Regions from separate parts of the Mus musculus genome. Here region 1 is linked to region 2. Evidence: chromatin contacts called from public Hi-C data. All regions are on one chromosome and are shown on one strand. Each heading gives the region's core, a stretch centred on a gene start, on an enhancer-like site or on the middle of the called end of the contact. The rest is flanking DNA. Distances are from core to core; before and after follow the strand shown. Region 1 has its middle 51 kb from the start of H2al2a. Region 2 has its middle 81 kb from the start of Mir6419.

Region 1 (6,284 bases), core at 1,615-4,114, 300 kb before region 2:
TGGTTGGCCATCAGTGGAAAGAGAGGTCCATTGGTCGTGCAGACTTTTTTTCCCCTCAGTACAGGGGAACGCCAGGGCCGAGAAGTGGGAGTGGGTGGGTGGGGGAGTGGCTGTGGGAGGGTATGGGGGACTTTTGGGATAGCATTGGAAATGTAAATGAAATAAATACCCAATAAAAATTAAAAAAAAAAAAAGAAACTGAAGCCAGTCTGAGGAACATGGTGAGACTCTGTCTCAAACATGAGGGAGGTACTTTCTGATTAGAGTTAAATAAACATAGACACATTCTTTTCCTGCAGGAAATAGAATTCCATAAGAACCCAGCAGAAAGAGTCAAGGAAAGATGGCCATGCTCAGGACATTTCTTTTGGGGTTCCTTCCCTACCCGTTTCCTCGGTTTGGTTTGGGGCCAAATGATAGATCTTTATCACATCAGCTATGAAGCACTTATTTGCTTGGTTGGAGTTTCATCATCAGAAATAGTCTTGGTCTGTGTACACATTGCTCTTCCTTAATAGAAACCTGATGAACTTCAGAATTTATTTGAAATATGTGTTCAATATAAACCACTCTTCATTTTTCCTTTTTCTTTTTTCTTTTCTTGCAGAAATGGAATAAGTCAACAGCCTTTATTTGTTTTCCACCCCCTCCCCCACAGTCTTTCATCTCATTCTTCAGAGCAGGCTGAATGGAAATATTGATAAACATAAAAACATATTTGACTTCATTAATAATCAAAAAACTCACATTAGAATGAGGTACTACTGCTTTTCCCATCACTGTGACAGAAATGAAGGATATTAATCACACCCATTATTGGTGGGGAAGTGAGACAGACCTCAGAGGAAGCACGGCCTTCATTCCCTACAGCTACTCTCTGGTCTGTTCTGAGAACTGGCTCTTTTCTATCCCATGGTCTATAAATCACCCTGTAAGCTTGCAGCCAAGCCCTCCTCTTCTTTTGCTTCTATTTAAAAAAATTTATGTATTTACTGCAAGCAGAGAATATTAGATCTTCTAAGGAAAACCCCTGCCTTCTTTTCAACCTGTTTTCCCCTCACGGTATTTATTACTCTCACCAATTGATTCTGTGCATTCTTGCCCTTTCACTATATTAACGTTAAAAAATGTTTCCCTAATCTCTTCCCATCCCCAGATCCTACATAGAACCACTTTTAGTTAAAGTTTTTCTTGTGAACTTTTTGGGCATTTTTTTTTTCCAATCTTCCATTTCTTTGCCTGACTGTGATTTTGCAGACCTTAATTTTTCTCCCTCCTCTCTTTTCTGAACTTCAAACAAAAGAAGATTTATTAATTTTTTTGGTGATTTCTATCAGACCAGAGTATTAATGGCTTTTGGCTGTACTCACTATGTGCTTCGCTTTGTATCCACAGCTAGGCACAGAGCTGTGGGCTCAGCTTCCTACCCATGTTTTAAATCAGTTCACCAAAGGTTCCTCTTGTACTATCTAAGCATGAAGCCTTCCTATCTTCTATTCTAAATACTTTGAAGCAACATCTGTAATTCCCAACTGAACTATAAGTACCAGGGATGACAGAGCCTTCATCATATATTGCATTGCTATCATATATTGCTGTCCATGTATTGGACAGCTACCTCGATTACTTCTCCTTCTGACTCACCCTTGTAGGGGAAGAAAAGCAATTGGAGGCCAGAAACCAAACTAATATCTGTCCCTAACCCATTGCAAGGTTCATAGCTGAGACCCGTATAACAAAAGACAGACTAACAAAAGTATTAAAATTTAGCATAAGTCTTACATGACACAGGGATACATATGACACCAAGAAAGAACACTGTGTCTTTTTATACTTAGGTTTGGTAGAGAGTGAACAGTGGTCACCAAGAAGACTAGAAAGAGCCTCCTCCTTGCCAGAGGCTAGAGATGCCAGACATGTTTAACCCAAACTATCTCTGATTCTGCCCCGTCAGAAACTGGAAATACCAGAAGGGTAGGACTCAGGGGACAGGGGGCAGGGAGGGCAGGGGGCAGGGTGTGTGTGTGTACCTGGCCTTTTCTTATCTCTTTTCCCTTGAAGGAATATCCATTTCCTAGAGACCATATTAAAGATTGAAACTGCAAGGTCCCTAATTTTCTGAAGTGTGAACGGGACTGAGCATTTCATCCCTGGGTTCCTCTATCCAGTAAAGCCCAAATAACTCGGAGGTGTCAAAGCTCAGGGCTGTACTCTATTCCCCAAGACTCCTCCTAGTATTCAGGAACCACCACAGTCCCCCACCCCCACTTCCCACGTTTAAGTTTCCACCTGGGCTGGAGAGGTGGTTCTGTGGTCACGGGTACTGGCTCCTCTTCTAGAGGAAGAGGATTCAACTCCCAGCATCCACATGACAGCTCACACTGTCTAACTCCAGTTCCAGGGGATCCGACGCTCTCGAACAGACTTCCATGCAGGCAAAACAGCAATTCTCATAAAATAAAAATAAATAAACAAAAAGGAAATTGTTTTAAAATTCTCCCATCTATGCATCTATAATAAACTTCTCTCTAAAATTCATCTGATGTGGCCCATGAATTTCCTCCTTCAAATTCACAGGACAAGACCTCAAAAACAATAGGCTGGCCGTGGCTTTGATGGCCATGTAGTTCCCAGAACCCTACCTCCCTGTGAAAGTCTCCTTCATTCTGAAAGAAACCCGGTTTCTCGTATCAGCAGTATGCTCTGACGCCAAGAAACTGGGGCACGAGACACTTGGCTACTGGTTTAGCTTCTGCTTCGCGTTCCAGCGTCCTTAGTTTTGTCTTGTGAGTACAAGGAGAATCCTCCGTGAACGAAGGTCTTGCTGCTGGAGCGGAAGTCAGGGGAGTTCCCCGGAGGCAGAGTCCACCATGAGCTCTTGCTGCTCTGTTCTTGTTACTGTTGGAGGAAGGATTTGGAGGGAACAGTCAGGAAGTGGAAGCAAGTTTTCTTACAGAAAGCAACCCGTTTGGGGGGCAATATAGGCTTCTAGAGTTTTGCATAGCTCTCTTGAATGGATTGCTTATAAGTTTGAAGAGGTAAAGGATTACAGGAATGGAGTAGTTTTCTGGAATAGGGCCCCTTTCTTCCTCACGTAAGGCTTTGGATGTGTGGTGGCATGAAATGCATGATGGGAGTTACTAGTCCTGTCAGGTTAATGGTATCATCACAGTGAAGCAAAGGGCAGACTTCCTGTAGAACTTACATGGGGAATGTATGCTCGTGAAGATGTCATGAACCCTAGTTCGCAAGCCTCCCTTTTTGTCCCAAGTCTTCTGGCGGAGAGTTTCTGGCTGCCTTGCAGCTTTTGATTTAGTATTTTAGTAGGCACACGCTTACAGTCTCTGAGACAGGAAATAGATGTGGGGGAGGTAAAATATGTCTTTTTTTTTTTTTATTCTCCTAGTTTGGCTTTAGTTAGAATTCTTTCAGTCTGGCACAGAGTAGGTGGAAAGTTCTAGCAGGTAGCTAGCACGGGGTGATTTCTGTCTAAGTACTCACCAGAGAGAAAAGCTGACGAGAAGGCCAGGCATCCTGTGCACTATAAGTGAACAATGTCTTCTTGGTCTGAAGCTGTTCTCAGTCTCCACACTTTTCCACATATGATCCAACAATGTCTCCCTGGTGTGAAGTCTGCCTTGGTCTCTGTGCTTGTGCGTAGTGGATGCATCTGGACTAAGCTATAATCCACATTTTCTCCTTTCAGTTGGCTGGCTTTGTTGCCTGGGTTACTCAAGCCACTTTTCTTCCTAGTAGGCTTTCTGCTCAGTTAGAGTCTTCTATGCCATACTCTCTCCTTCATGAAACTGGTTTTTGTTTTGTTTTGTTTTGCAACACAATTTTGCTGTGTAGCACAGGCTGGCTTTGAACTTGTGGTAGTGCCCCAGTCTCCCTCTGAGTGCTGAGGTTAGAGGCACACATCCTCATGTGTGGCTTCAAGAAGCCTTTTCATGACTTCAGTGAACACTGAAATACTTCCCTTCTAGGGTGAGGAGGGCAAGGATCTAGAAGGGAAGTTACTGCAGTTCTGAGAACCAAGCTATCCATAGTTTGGGAATTGTCCCAGTTTAATCAAACTGGGAGCTCTACAAACTCTAATGGACTGGCCAACAGAAATGCCCACAGTAAATAAGGCAGGTGTATCCCTGTGCTCACTGGACTGAGCATCTTGGAGATTTTGGTGTAATAATATCCATTCAATTCTCTCTTCATCCCTTCTTTCTTCCCTCCCTTCAAACATCTCTTTCTTCCAAACGGGGTCTCATTGTCTCACACTGTAGCCCAGGCTATCTTGGAACACTCATCCATCTCCCTATCTCACTCACACTGTAGCCCAGGCTATCTTGGAACACTCATCCATCTCCCTATCTCACTTTCCTGAGTGTTAGGATTAGATATGAGTCACCACATCCAGCTTTGACAGTTAAAAGAAGCCAGAGAATTGGTTGTTTGTTTGAATAGTCTATCTATCTATCTATCTATCTATCTATCTATCTATCTATCTATCTATTTACCTACCTGTTTATTTTTTCTGCTTTAAGGTTCTCTGGGAAGCCCTGGGTGTCCTAAAACTCAGTGTGTTTGTATTACACTAGCATCAACAACTTATATAATGTTAATCAAAACAGTCATTAAAAAGACAAACTGACTTTAATGGGTTAATAGAACAAGAAGGATAGACCCAATTATATAACAATATTTAATAAGTGATGATGAAAGACATCTAAATGATTTAAGTCTAAACTTATTTAATACTGCTATTAAAACCAGTTAATAATTTCAGAAAAATTCTAGACAATATAAAACAAAATCCAGATGTAACAGTATAATAAAAAAATTAATGTAAAAGTAGAACAAAGTGAACTTGTTTTATATCTTTATCTGATTTTAATACAAGAAAATGATTTAATCATAAAGGCATTAACAAGAGCTGATGGATCTAGCTCAGTGGTAGAATGCAATACTAGAATGGGGAAAGCAGGAGGAGACCAGAGAGGTAAAATGTCAGATTTAGACTACAGCTCAAAGACCCGGGAGGGTGTTGGGGGGGAGGGGGGGAGTGGCAGGGAGGGGGGGGCAGGGAGGAATAAAAGTCAAAATCAAGAAATCAGGATGGTTTAGTATTCTTCAAATTTTTTTTCTCTTTTGGTTTTGAGACATAGCTTGTTTGTGTAGCCCTGGCTGTCCTGGAACCAGCTCTGCAGACCAGCCTGGCCTCAAACTCACAGAGATCCTCCTGCCTTTCTGCTGAGTACTGTGATCAAAGGTGTGTAAGACACTCCCGGCCTCATTTTATGGTCTTTGTACTGGGATTGAGCCTAAGGCCTTATCTATGCTTTCGTGTGTGGCGTGGGACAGTCTACACGTGATTATGGATGTCTGTGGAGAACAGAGGCGTGTGGTCCGCTGGAGCTGACATGCATGGTCCAAGGTGAACCCGAGTCCTCTGCAGGAGCAGCACACACTTCAAACCACCGATCTTTACTTTCTAGAGAGTATAATCGTTATCTCCTCTTCATTTAAAAAAGGGTGGCGCATGCCTTTAATCCCAGCACTCGGGAGGCAGAGGCAGGCAGATTTCTGAGTTCGAGGCCAGCCTGGTCTACAGAGTGAGTTCCAGGACAGCCAGGGCTATACAGAGAAACCCTGTCTCGAACACCACCCCACCCCCAAAAAAGTTTCTTCCTAGATTCTTTTGACATCATTTCCCAAAGCCCTAAGATTCTAATACTGTTGCTTTGGGGTTTAAGATTTTAACATAAGAATTTGAGAGGAACATGAATATTCAGGCCACAGCAGAACTCATAAAGGGTAGGTAGCATTAAGGTCAAATCCTGGTCATATGTAAAATAGAATGAAACTGTGCAATTGTTCCTTTTAGGGTATGTGACAGGCACTCATGGTTTGGATCTTAAATGTTTTTTTAAAGCCTCATATCCTAGAAGCTAGCTCAAGGGCCTGTGCTACCACTGGGGTGTGGAACCTTTAGGAAGTGGGGCCCAGTAGAAGGAACTACGCCATGGGGGCGGGGCCTGGTACTGAAAGTTGACGTCAAGGGATCAATCTCTCCCTCTTTGCTTCCACAAGGTGAGCATCTTTACACTGGTTGTCCTGACTTTTGCCTAGACACAGGATTAGAAATAATGGGCCCAAGAGAACATGGACTGAAATCTCTCAGTATGCATTTTATTTCCTAAAGATTTTTGTCATTGTTTGAAGACTGACAAACACAAAAAGCAAAACGTGGGCTGGAAAGATGGCTCAGAGGTTGAGAACACTGACTG
Region 2 (6,015 bases), core at 1,240-3,739:
TCGTGGTCTTTCATTGCAGCAATAGTAAGCCTAACTAAGACACATCCATCCAGTGACACAGGTTTTGATTGACAGCAATACTGATTTATTAAGGTTCATCATTAGTCAAGATCATGCCTTACAAATTACTAAGAATTGTTGAGAAACAATTGAATCTATGAAACCATGTATCTATCTTTACTGTCCATTTATTTTTCCAGCATGTCTTAGGGTTTTTCATTCTATTCAAGGGATGCTAATTCACCATTATTTTGATCCTTAAACTGTCCCATACCAGGCATTGTAATTTTCTGTGACCTTTGTCCCATTCCCCCAATTCTTTGGGCATAGCTTTCTGGCAGAAATGATGTCCCTGTTCATTGAATACTTTTCTTGCCTGTATCCATGGAATCAACCATTTATCCAAGTATCTCTGACAGGGAAACAATCTCACTGACAGTCAGCATTCGGGTGTCTTCTTGCTATCAGGGTATCATTGTTTCTCTTGGTGAATAGACCTAGGAAAAATATGTGTTTATGTGTTAAATGTTAATTAATAGTAACACATATGATAATCTGAATGTCTGCATGATCAGTCTAGGTCATTGTAGATACTGAAGTTGCTGTTGCTCAAATGGGTTTGACACCACCTCCTCCTGGGCCTGCTTTTAAACTCTCTGCTTTAAGGTAGTCCAGAAGCTCATCATGGCTTCTCCCAGCTGCCGAGATGCCAGAGTTGCCCAGATCTTCTTGGGAGCATTTTCTTTGTAAGCCTTTATTCATTTACCTGCTTGTCTTCTCTTGTCTATCTGCTTGCAGGACCCTAGGGAGAGAGACCAACTCCAGATTGTCCTGCACCACTGTTACTTGACTAATTCAGTGAATGAATCTTGTCTTTGAAGCAAGCAGTTTCCTCCAGCCCATGTGGTAGCTTTACTCCCAACTGACGCAGCAGTTCCCCTAACTGAAATCCAACCCCCCAGATATGAATATTTATCAACAGATAGGAAAGTAAAAAAATGTATGTCTCAGGCATTGAATGCAATGTCAAAAGAGGAATTTGTGGAGTTTTTGGCAATCTCAAGACCATAGAATATGTAAATAATATGGGATGGAGAGATGGTTCAGTGGTTAAGAGTACTTACTGCTCTGCCAGAGGACCTGAGATTTATCCCCAGGACCATTTGTAACTTTAGCTCCAGGGGATCCATCTGTTGTAGAAATATTTATTCCTGACCTGGTGTTTCTACCCCACCCATGTCTCTTCTGTCCAGCTATTGGCTGTCTGCATCTTCACTTACCAATCAGAAATAATTTGGCGGCAAGGTCGCATTGTGTCTCTGTGTTGACTCTCTTTGGAGCAACCAGTCTTGAGGAACCAGTATTAGCATTAGAATATAAGCAGCATCAGGCCAACAACCCACTAGAACCTACACTTCTGGCCTCCTCAGTACCTGTATTCACACACACACACACACACACACACACACACACACTAACCCAAAGTGTCTGTGTAAGGAAATGATGACATTCTTTTGTTTTATATGTAAGGCATATATGTGTCAATATAAATAGAACTCATGTATATATGTGAGCTGTGCTGTGTTTCTTTAAAACTTTGGTATTCATTTCAATCAACCATTTTTTAAAAAAGACACCATAAACTAAACGCTTATAGTAAGTTCACAGCTGTCTTCAATATCCTCCCTGTGTCTTTTATTTCACTGGTGATAATTAATGTTTGGAGTTTGTTCAGACATCACAGAACACTGATTTTCGTACTGAGGAATCTCAGTACATGCCATTCCTTGCAAGAATGAAAAATTGTTGATATACTCATGGTCATTGCTCAAGTCCTCTGTAATATTCCCTTTTTATAGAGAGAAGCAGTAATCAATATTGAATGAAAGTAGAGCTATCTCAGGAGGCACAAGGGACCAAACAGTGATGTGCATCAGTGTGGTTTGCTTCCTCTGAATTCTTATATAGCTGAAATCCTTTAAAAGAGATGATGTTGACCATTTTGAAGGAGGAGAATCAAAGTGAACACATGATGTAATATGAAACCAGTAGGTGGGTTTTATGGGGCAGATGTAGAGTGGGTTAGGTGAACATAAGAGCCACACACCCTCATGACAGGCGGGCTGCCCTGTTCTTTTCTATTGCTGTTCAGCAGTGTTGGGCCTCTGGATGCATTTTCATTGGGAGCCTGTTAAATATTGGCTGTGACAAGGTGGTGTGCTGTTGGGGACTTGGATAAGAGTCCTGGGTCCAGAAATTCTGGGGCCTGCTTTTAAGGAAGTACTTAACCCCCAAGACCCTTAGTTTCTTTTCCTTAGCTTCAAAATAGGACTTTCCCCACAGATATGTTGGAAGATTTATCAAATAAAATCTGTGCATTGAATTTTCTGTTGTATTAAAAACATTATCAACATATAGGTACTTCTAAAAATCCCATTTCCTTCCCCAGTCCCTTCCCCATTGTTACCACTGCCAGAGCAGCACCCAAGGTACTTTACCAGAGTGCCACACATCATTGGAGGCTCTGACTAGAGTCCATGGTTCCATGGAAGCAAGCTGAGGGGCACTGAGAGAAAACAAGGAGGTGTTCTGAAAGGAGGAGGCATGGGGAGAGGAGGGTCTTCCCAGGTGGTTTCCATTCAGATCTGGAGGTCATGGAGATACAGGTGTTTGTTATCTCTCTAAGGCTTCCAGGGCTTAATGAAGTTTCTTATGGGGCAAGAGCCACATATGCTTGTTAAGGTTGCCTATTGACATATTGGCAGCAGGAAGCAAACTGGAATCAACAGTGCCACCACGTGGCCCGAGGCAGAAGCAAGCTGAACTAGCCTCAGCCTTCAGCTTTGTCCAAGGACCCATCTCCTTATCTCTTTCCCTCTAAAAACAAGAGCAAGTGTATTTGCCTTGGATGCATGTATAGAGAATGATCTGGAACATGAAACTTCTGGATGCAAGGTGTAGGTGCATGATAATTTCAGCATCCAAAACCTTTGAAGTCCTACCCAAGTGATTATGTCATGGGAATGGAGGACTTTGACATGTGTGTACAGGTCATTCATAGAAACAGAAGGAAGGAAGTTGTGTGCATTGGAAACTGAGAAGGTTTTCCAGGTGTATTAGCCTGGGTAAGAGTTCAGGATGATAAGTTCTGTAGACACTGCTGACTCATATTGAGAGTATGAAGGACTCTAGGGAAGAAAACCACTCGTTTACTCTAACTTCTCCTATTTCCATTATTTGTTTCTCTTACAAAACTGTTCATTACAACTCCTATAATAATATTAAAGCAATAGTGGTTGGTTGCTATTAACCATACTATAAGTAACAGGAAGTAATAAAACATTTTAGGATATGCCAGATCCCATTCCATCCTTGTATTTTTGTGCTTTTGCCACCGGGTTTATTTGCGGACTGAATCTGGGCACAAAGAGTGAATAAATGTAGAGTTTTGACTGTTGTGCTTTCCTTCCAGTAGAATGTATTCTCTTTATGTACCTACTGCCTCGCTGCCCCCCAAAGCTCGTTTTCGGAATAGCACTGAGGGATAGTGCTTACTGCTGCCTTCACTCTGCATCATTGTTGGGCTTGGCCTATCGGTCCAGCTTTTCAAATGGCTGAAGCTTTTACTTGAGCTCATTAATGATGCTGAGAGCCCATAGCCAGGACCGTTGAGACATCTGTTGAGTCTGTTTTCCCTCTCAATTTTAGATCTAACAATCTTAATGTAGAGGGAGGAGACTTTCTCCGCCACACAGGTACATGGTAGAGGGACCAGTGTTAGAGGATTTCTGAATGAGGCATAGAGTGAGAGAAAGTATGAAATCAAAACGACACAGAATTAAAATTGTAAAAGTGATAGAAGGCTAAATTAAATAGACAAACCACAAAAGACTAATATGGTTTTAAGTATATGTATATACACGCATGCATGCATGCATGCATACATACATTCACATAGTTTTACTTCTTGGTGCCAAAAGTAACTTAAAACTTACTGTGCTTTGGAGAAGTTTTGGGGATGAGTGAGAGCAGAGCCCTTTCCCCTGCCCCCCTTGCCTTTTATTTTATAAAGAAAAGTGGTATTTACCCCCTCCAGTATTGTTCAGGGGCAATATAAATGTCAACCACTGGCCTTAATATCAGATATTATAATGTAGATAATTTTAAAATCTGTGTTGGCTACTTTTTATACCTATCATGTTTATTATGAAAAATAGAGATAGTATACGACTACTTTGCTCACTTAGAATGGGTTCTATGTGCTACTAACTAAACCCAATGGCTGTGCGCTCACCACCACCGCGGAGTGCCAGAATGCTGACCATCCACTTCTTAACCACAAATGTTACACAAATGTTTAGATAATCAGCATTTATTTATTGCACACTGACTCCTTATTCCCCTGACCATGACCACCACAGTGTCTATGAATTTGACCTCTCTAGGTGCTTCACATGCATAAATAAAATGGTACTTCTCCCATTGCGATTGGCTTATTTCACTGTGTATAACGTTCTCAACATGCTGACGTGTTTTTGAGTGTTGAACTTCCTCTCTTTCTAAAGGTGCCACTCAGCCTTGCGTACACACCACATTTTGCTTCTCCATTTGTTCTGCTGTAGTCAGCTCGCCTGCTCTGACATTGTGGCTGCTGTTGATGAATGGAGTGTGACTGTGAGTGTACATCTGATTTTCTACTTTGCTTTTTGGCAGGACAGATCCAGACATGGAGTTCTGGGTTATATAGAACACCCACACATACCAATGTCCCCACATTTCCACTAACACCATTAAAAAAATACCGGCCATGAAGTAGTACGGTGCATCTTGATTTGCATCTTTCTGATGATCAGTGATTTGGACCCCCCTTTTTTTTTAGTTTATTGGTCAGTTGCTTATCCTCTTTGGAAAAATGTTTGTTCAAAGTCTTTACCCACTTATAAACTGGCATGTTTGCTATTCTGTTATTGAACTGTGGGAGCTCTTTGCATTCTGGATATTAATCTCTTATCAAATGTGTGATTTTCAAATGTTTTATGAGGGTATCAGAGTGTTGGCAGGTTGGTGATGGAGAAAGGTGATACTGTAGTTTGAAAAATCCTGTGGTTTCTGGCAGCTTCCCTGGGGGTTGTACAAGGGAAATGAGGGGGACTGCTACAGAGATAGTCCCCACTGGACCAGGGGCACAGTCTTAAGTTTTGAACAACTACATGGGCTCTGTGATAAAACAACCCTGACACTTTCCTCCTTCTTGAAAGAGGCTAGTAGTTGTCATAGTCCCACATCCCCAGGGAAACTGCCCGAGAGTGCCATCGGTTCCTCGTGGCACTCTTCCTAGGTCTTGTTCCTTTGGGTATCAATGAAGGAAAAAACCCACACTCTTAGTTTCCAGCACCTCTTGTTATGAACTGGTGACATGCCTCAGTCACTTCTGAGCCACTTTTTAAAAAAATTAGAAATTAAATGGTCATGAGAGGACCTCTAACTTTTATGAAAGTGTCGTCAGTGCCCCTTATCCACATCTATAGGTTCAACCACAACCAACCATTGGTTGAAAATATTCAGGAGAAGCAACGGCATCTGTACTAAACAGTCATAGGCTTTGGAAAAATCATCACTGTGCCTGAATGATTAAATAGGTCAACCCTGGCCGTAACACTTGTGTCGCATTAGGTTTTCTACGTGATGGTCAAGAGATGATTTACAATACGAGAGGTAATATGATAATTAAAACCTGAGGATTTCAGTGTTCACAGAGGATCTTGGGACCACTGCCTTGAGGATGAGGATGAGGGAGAGCTGTCATTGCTGTTAGGCCCCTTTGTGGGTTTGTAATCCAGATTGTCACAGCATTTCAACCAAGGATGTCCCATTCTTACTTCAGAAGACAGAAACTCCTCTTGCATCCCATTTTCCCTTGTTTTGCTTCTTTCCATGTGGTTCTGAAGTTAAATGAGTAACGGGAGCAGCGTTGTTAGAGATGGCTTAGCATGCTGTCTCTGTTAGCAGCATCCT

What was found. A called contact is a pair of places that touch in the nucleus more often than the background predicts.
Region 1: a contact with region 2 is called in a Hi-C map of Th2 cells, with 2.8 times the contacts expected there. The contact joins two enhancer-like sites.

Annotation. Positions count from the first base shown.
Region 1 is chr2:17,942,786-17,949,069 of GRCm38.p6, reverse strand. No RefSeq gene overlaps it. Among named protein-coding and RNA genes, the nearest start is that of H2al2a, 51 kb to the left of the region's middle. Within about 2 kb of position 2,864, at least 12 of the 459 cell types and tissues checked have an H3K27ac peak or open chromatin away from gene starts, as enhancers often do. A contact at or near this core is called in Th2 cells, where this site is marked.
Region 2 is chr2:17,641,590-17,647,604 of GRCm38.p6, reverse strand. It overlaps a transcript of Nebl not described here. Among named protein-coding and RNA genes, the nearest start is that of Mir6419, 81 kb to the right of the region's middle. Within about 2 kb of position 2,489, at least 7 of the 459 cell types and tissues checked have an H3K27ac peak or open chromatin away from gene starts, as enhancers often do. A contact at or near this core is called in Th2 cells, where this site is marked.